2 separate regions of the Gossypium hirsutum genome follow, and region 2 is linked to region 1. The links are chromatin contacts, called in public Hi-C maps. All regions are on one chromosome and are shown on one strand. The core of a region is the stretch at or near the end of the contact, and the rest is flanking DNA. Distances in the headings are between cores, read along the strand shown.

Evidence for each region. Hi-C and Micro-C count contacts between places; a contact is called where the count stands out from the background.
Region 2: a Hi-C map of leaf shows a contact between it and region 1, with 1.8 times the contacts expected there. The contact joins the promoter of LOC107920542 here to the enhancer-like site in region 1. A contact is called at or near these places in 3 of 34 Hi-C or Micro-C datasets (hypocotyl and leaf).

The regions. Positions count from the first base shown.
Region 1 is chrD13:24,560,523-24,563,438 of Gossypium_hirsutum_v2.1, reverse strand. No RefSeq gene overlaps it. Among protein-coding and RNA genes, the nearest start is that of LOC107919549, 3.6 kb to the right of the region's middle. Within about 2 kb of position 1,473, at least 3 of the 9 cell types and tissues checked have an H3K27ac peak or open chromatin away from gene starts, as enhancers often do. A contact at or near this core is called in leaf, where this site is marked.
Region 2 is chrD13:25,080,933-25,083,918 of Gossypium_hirsutum_v2.1, reverse strand. It overlaps LOC107920542 (pentatricopeptide repeat-containing protein MRL1, chloroplastic), which reads left to right and starts at 1,252. Exons shown (of 19, transcript XM_016850295.2): 1 at 1,252-1,685; 2 at 2,156-2,888. The coding sequence starts at 1,359.

The DNA of each region.
Region 1 (2,916 bases), core at 224-2,723:
TGGCACCATTAAGAGGGATCTCAATTACAGACATTGGAGAAAAGAGGATTTTATTTTGGTTTTACAATCAGATTGATTTTCAAAGGGAGGTGGAAGGAATGCCTTGGTTTTTCAATAGGCACCTAATTATTTTTAATAAGATGGAGAGGGGGGAGGATCCATTACAAATTCCATTGAACCATGCTATCTTTTGGGGGCAAGTTCATAACCTACCATTAGGGTTCTTGACTGAAGGAATGACAAATCAATTCAGGAACTTAATCAGTCAATTTTTAGAATATGATACGAATTTGATTACTAGAGGGGGGGAATTCATGCGTATTAGAGTGAAATTTAATGTTCGTGTTCCCCTAAAACGAAAGAAAAAAAGTTATTTTTGACAAGAATAATTCAGTTTACGCACAATTTCAATATGAGAAAATTACAATGTTTTATTTCCTTTGTGGAAGATTAGGGCACAGGGAAGGCTTCTGCCCGGTTCGATTAACAATGGAAGAATAGAATGTGGAGTTCGGGTGGGATAGTTCGCTAAGGGCGCAATCAAAGAGAGTGATGCAAATGACAAGCCCATGGCTACGAAAGGAACCAAGAGAGGGGGTCAAAGTAGAGGAAAGAACAAATTGCAAACAACACAGGGGAAATCAATCAAATGAATCTCCATGGGAAAACAGGGGTAGCAAGTTGGGAAATCATAGAATGACTGGAAAGGGGAATGTTCAATCTAGGGCAAAATTCTTTAATTCATTAATTAATGAAAGAGTGTCTATCAAAGGCAAAGAAGTAGTGCAAGAAGAAGAGGACAGACCGCTTGCGATAAGGGAATGCCAAAAAAGACAAAGATTACATTGTGAAGGTCAAGAAGAAATCAACTCATATGAATTGGTGAGTTCCAACAAAGATAATGAATTAGAGCCGGCTGCTAGTAAGGCCGCAATGAAAATCCTAAGTTGGAATGTTTGCGGGTTGGGGTAATTACGAGTAATCCATCGTCTCAAACATAGTCTGAGACAAAATAGGCCCCAAATTTTGTTTTTTATTGAAACAAAAGTAAACACAAGAAAAATGGAAAGAATAAGGAAAAACTATGGTTTTAGAAATGGAATTAATATAGGAGCAAATGGTTCAAAAGGAGGCTTATTGTTAGGTTAGAAGGAGGAGGTGCACATAACTTTAAAGAATTGGAAGAGAAAATATGGAGATTTACTGGCTTTTATGGAGTACATGTGGAAGGATTGAGAAAAGATTTATGAAATTTAAAAAGACATCTTGAAAAGGAATATGATTCACCATGGGTCATGATGGGATATTTTAATGAGATAATGTTTTCATTTGAAAAAGAAAGGGGGACGTGTATGAGATAAAAGACAAATGAGCGCTTTTCGAGAGGTTTTACGAGAATGTGATTTAAGCGATTTAGGTTTTTCAGAACAGTGGTTTATTTGGAAAAGAGGAAGGCTACCAAGTAATAACATTAGAGAGAGACTCAACAGGGGAGTGGCAAATACTGGATGGTGGGACCATTTTCCAGGATACTCGATTGAGCATAGGCCACATAGTTTTTCTGATCATTGTCCAATTATGCTTAATACAACAGGAAAAGTTGAAGAACGAAATCTTGCCAGACCGTTTTATTTCAGATTCAATGCTAATTGGGTATTGGATGAAAATTTTGAAGAACAAGTGATTGAGGGTTGGAAGGCCTGTATGGGAGACGTTCCTGAGAAATTATCTATGCCTGGGACTAATTTAAGTAGATGGGCTAGCAAGAACAAGGCATGGAGAGAAGGAAGAAAACAAGGGTTATTCTCTAAATTGGAGCTGTACGAAGATGATCCCACCTATGAAGTCTTAGCACAAATCACGGATTTTAAAAACACAATTAGAGTCAATTGGCTTAAATTGGGCGATCAGATTACTTCTTTTTTTCATAAGGCTGCAAACGGGCGAAAGTAGAAAAACACAATTAGAGGCCTTAACGACGTTAATGGGAGATGGGTGGATGAAGAATCTGAACTTATTAACATTGCTTCTCATTTTTTTTCAAGATCTTTTCACATCTAAGGCAGTAGGCGAAGGTGATAGGATATTCGAAAGTAGTCAACCTTGCATATCGGATTTTTTGAATGAAGATTTAATGGCGGATTTTCAAAATGAAGAAGTTGTTGAAGCTGTGAAATCAATGTCACCGCTAAAAGCATAAAGATGGCTTTCCTGCTTTTTTTTTATAAAAAAATATATTATAGGGGACGATATTTGCAACTATTGTTTAGATATGCTAAAAGGAAAGATCTGCAAGAAATTAATAGAACAAATATTATTTTAATCCCCAAAACAAACTCACCAAGCAACATGAATCAATTCAGACGGATCAGTTTGTGTAATGTGCTCTACAAAATAATATCAAAGATATTGGTCAATAGATTTAGGAAGGTACTGAATACATGTATTGATGAGTAGCAAGGCGCCTTCATTTCAGGAAGATAGATCACAGACAATATTCTTGTGACATATGAAATTCTACATTCGTTCAAAAAGAAAAAGGAAGGATTGACAGAATCATTTGCCTTAAAAATCGATACGAGTAAGGCGTACGACAGGGTTGAATGGAATTTCATTGAAAAAATTATGGAAAAAATGGGCTTCTGTGATTGTTGGATTACTTTAATTATGAAGTGTTTCGACAGTGACATACTCAGTGGTTTTGAATGGGGTACAAGGAAAAGAATTTAAACCTAGTCAGGGATTAAGACAGGGGATCCCCTATTTATTATATGTGCACAAGGTTTCTCCAATCTGATCACAAGGGAAAAAAGTGCAGATTTTATTAAAGGAGCCAAGATAGGAAGAAGTAGTTTGGCAATCACGCATTTATTTTTTGCGGATGATAGCATACTGTTTGGAGAAGCGACAGAGGAA
Region 2 (2,986 bases), core at 3-2,502, 520 kb before region 1:
CAATAAAAAAATTGGTGCTTTCACTTTTAGTGCTGATATGGTAGAAAGCGCTTCTAGTTGAAAGCGTTTTTTGCAAATCACTTGACAACATTTCCACTTGGACTCGTTTTTCTGAATTTCACCTAAAAAGCTTCCAGCTAAAAGCGTTTCGTAAAATTAGCCTATTCTTGTAATTCTTCCAAAATAAGACATAATCTGATAAATTTTAAAAATTTTTGGCATTTATTGATAATTTAGCCCCTTAAATTTGTCAAATATCACCCAATAAATACTTGAATTAAGTTTAAAATAATTTCATTATATGGAGCAGGCAAGCTTAATTTAGTCCATACTTTCATATACATTTCAAGTCAATTATTCTCAATTCAATGAATGAACCATACGATTCAGAGAGAAAAAAATAGAAAACACTCATCGTAGATAGTGAATGACAAACTCTATCAACACAACAAAGATTTTAATATCAATAATAATAAAATATTATGATACGTTAACGATTAACACATTGATAATTCCTTTAAACTTTAAAAATTAATAATAATAATTCAGCAAAAGCAGATTTATATTAACAATCTTGCAAGTAATAACCTCAATAACTCTATGTAAAAAAATTAGGCATATTCTCAAAGCCAAAAATATAATAAATGTCTCCAACATTCTTCCCTCACAAGAATAGAAGTAACTCAACATGTGCATCACAAATAATGGCATATTATGCACTTCATTCTTATTGCTTCAAAACTTCAACAATAATTATTAAATTTATTAAGTTTTGTTACATTTATTTTTCAGTTTATTATTTTCACACATTGCTTATAGAAAGTAAGTTAATATATTAAAGGTTATCTTTTGTATTAAAATTAAAATTTTTAAATTCAAAAAATATAGAGACTAAGAATGATTTAATTGAAGAAAATGAACCAACTTTAAACATAGTATATCACTGATAACAAAATTTAACCAAATAAATTTGATTACTATCATTTAAGTCTGTATTAAAATTTCAAAATTTCAAAATACATAAATTAAAAATAATTAATTCAAAAAACCACAGAAACTAAAATTAATCAAAATAAAATAACTAAAATTTATCTAATTGAAGAATAAAAACTGTGAGTAGCAGAATTTGACCTTGGAAATTAACCTTTTTTAGTTTTTCTCTTTTCCTTTGCAAAATAACATTTTAATTGAAGAAAAGAAAGGAGAGGCATTTTTTGCTACGTCAGCAACAATATCCGGTAGTGGATCACTAATAACTACTGAAACAGAACATCGTTCATTTCGTTGAACTCGATAAGCTCCTCTCCTCTCTCTTTTGCCACCCTATCCTCTCTTTTCTTTTCTTTGAGCTTCTTTCAATGGATTCCAACTTAATCTTCTTGTCTCCAAAATTCCAAACCCCAAATTTCCTACCTTCTTACCCATTCTCCTCTTCCACTACCCGTCCTCTAATCAGCCGACAATTCCTTGGTTTCACTCACTCCCTCTGGCCTCCCGGAGGTGCTTCTTCCCTCCGAAAGAAACGCAAAAACTTGGCCTTTCTGCGCTTCCAACCTCCCCGCTTTGTTTCCAGAGCTTCTATCGACTCCAATTTGGTTTTCGTTGTCATCGGTGTAACCGCTTTATCTGCTTTATCTCTTGCTTTCTATAATCAATTTTTTAGAAAGAGTCAGACTTCAAAAAAGGTGAGTTTACTTAACTGATTGAATTGAAGTCTGGTTTAGCTAAAGTTCTGCTGAATTGTGTTCTTCTTTCAGTAGCTGGTTTTCATTATTCAAGTGTTGGGACTTGGGATTATGGTTATTATGGAAAGAACTATCCGAGAAGGCTTGAAAATTTTGAGTTGTGAATGCGCAGCTAAAAATGAGAAAGTTGGTTTAAACATTCAGAAGAAGTTTTTGAGAATGCACAGCTAAAAATGAGAAAGTTGGTTTAAACATTCAGAAGACGTTTTTGATCATAAATTAATATGCCTTGATGCTTATATTATAATTGTTGCAGAACTAACTTGGGTGCACTGTTTATTTCATGGTAATTCTGATGATTTTCCTTTCTATATTAGGATTCTCTAAATTCTGAAATTTGGGTTGCCTTTGGATTTAGTTGAGTTTTTTTAGACGTGACTAACTTTTTCGATTATGATGCCCATGCACAGGTATCTGGTTCGTCACGTTCTGCCTTACGTCAACAACGACAAGGAAAAGATGTGGTGATCCAGACTGCTGACCATCAGATTTTGGAAACGGGGGATCTTCAAAGGGATACTTTTGCAAAAGAAAATGGCGGTTTGACAGAGCACATGAAGGAAGTGAATGATGCTTCTGAAAGTAAAGAGGTGCTTTTGCAAGAAACTGCTGTGGTGAATGGTGATTCCATGTTGACTAAGGCATCAGAGTCGAATGGTGCTGATTTTCTTGCATTTAATGCTAATGATTCTGATGTTCTTGAAGAATCTGGAACTACTGTTCTACCTCTTCAACCTACTGTGCTGCTTGAATCAGGAGCAGGACAGCCATTTACCTTTGCAACACAAAGGTCAGGACTTCATTTGGAAGAACGAGTAAATGAATTTGAAGCTGATTACCCTAGACTAGCTGTGGAACCCAAGTCTAGTGCTTCTTCTGTACTAGTAGAAGATGCTGTTGTCCTTATCGGAGAAGATAAAGTTAGAAATTATGACATATTCAGAGAATCCGGCAGAGAAGAGCTTCACACCTTCTACGAGGCTGATCACTTGGGGGCAAAATCTTCATCAAACTTGACTCTAAAACCAGTGTCTTCTCATTTTCTCTCTTCAAATAGCAATAAGTTTTCTTCACTGAAGCTGAAGCTGAACAGTGAACTAAACAAAGATGCATTATCAGCGAAGAATTCTCTCCAAACAGCAGGTTATGCCAAAAAAAGACATCTGTCATTATGATCCCATTTTAATGTATGTTGTAGTTAGCATTAACATCTCTCTTTTCTTTATTTTAATCCATATTTC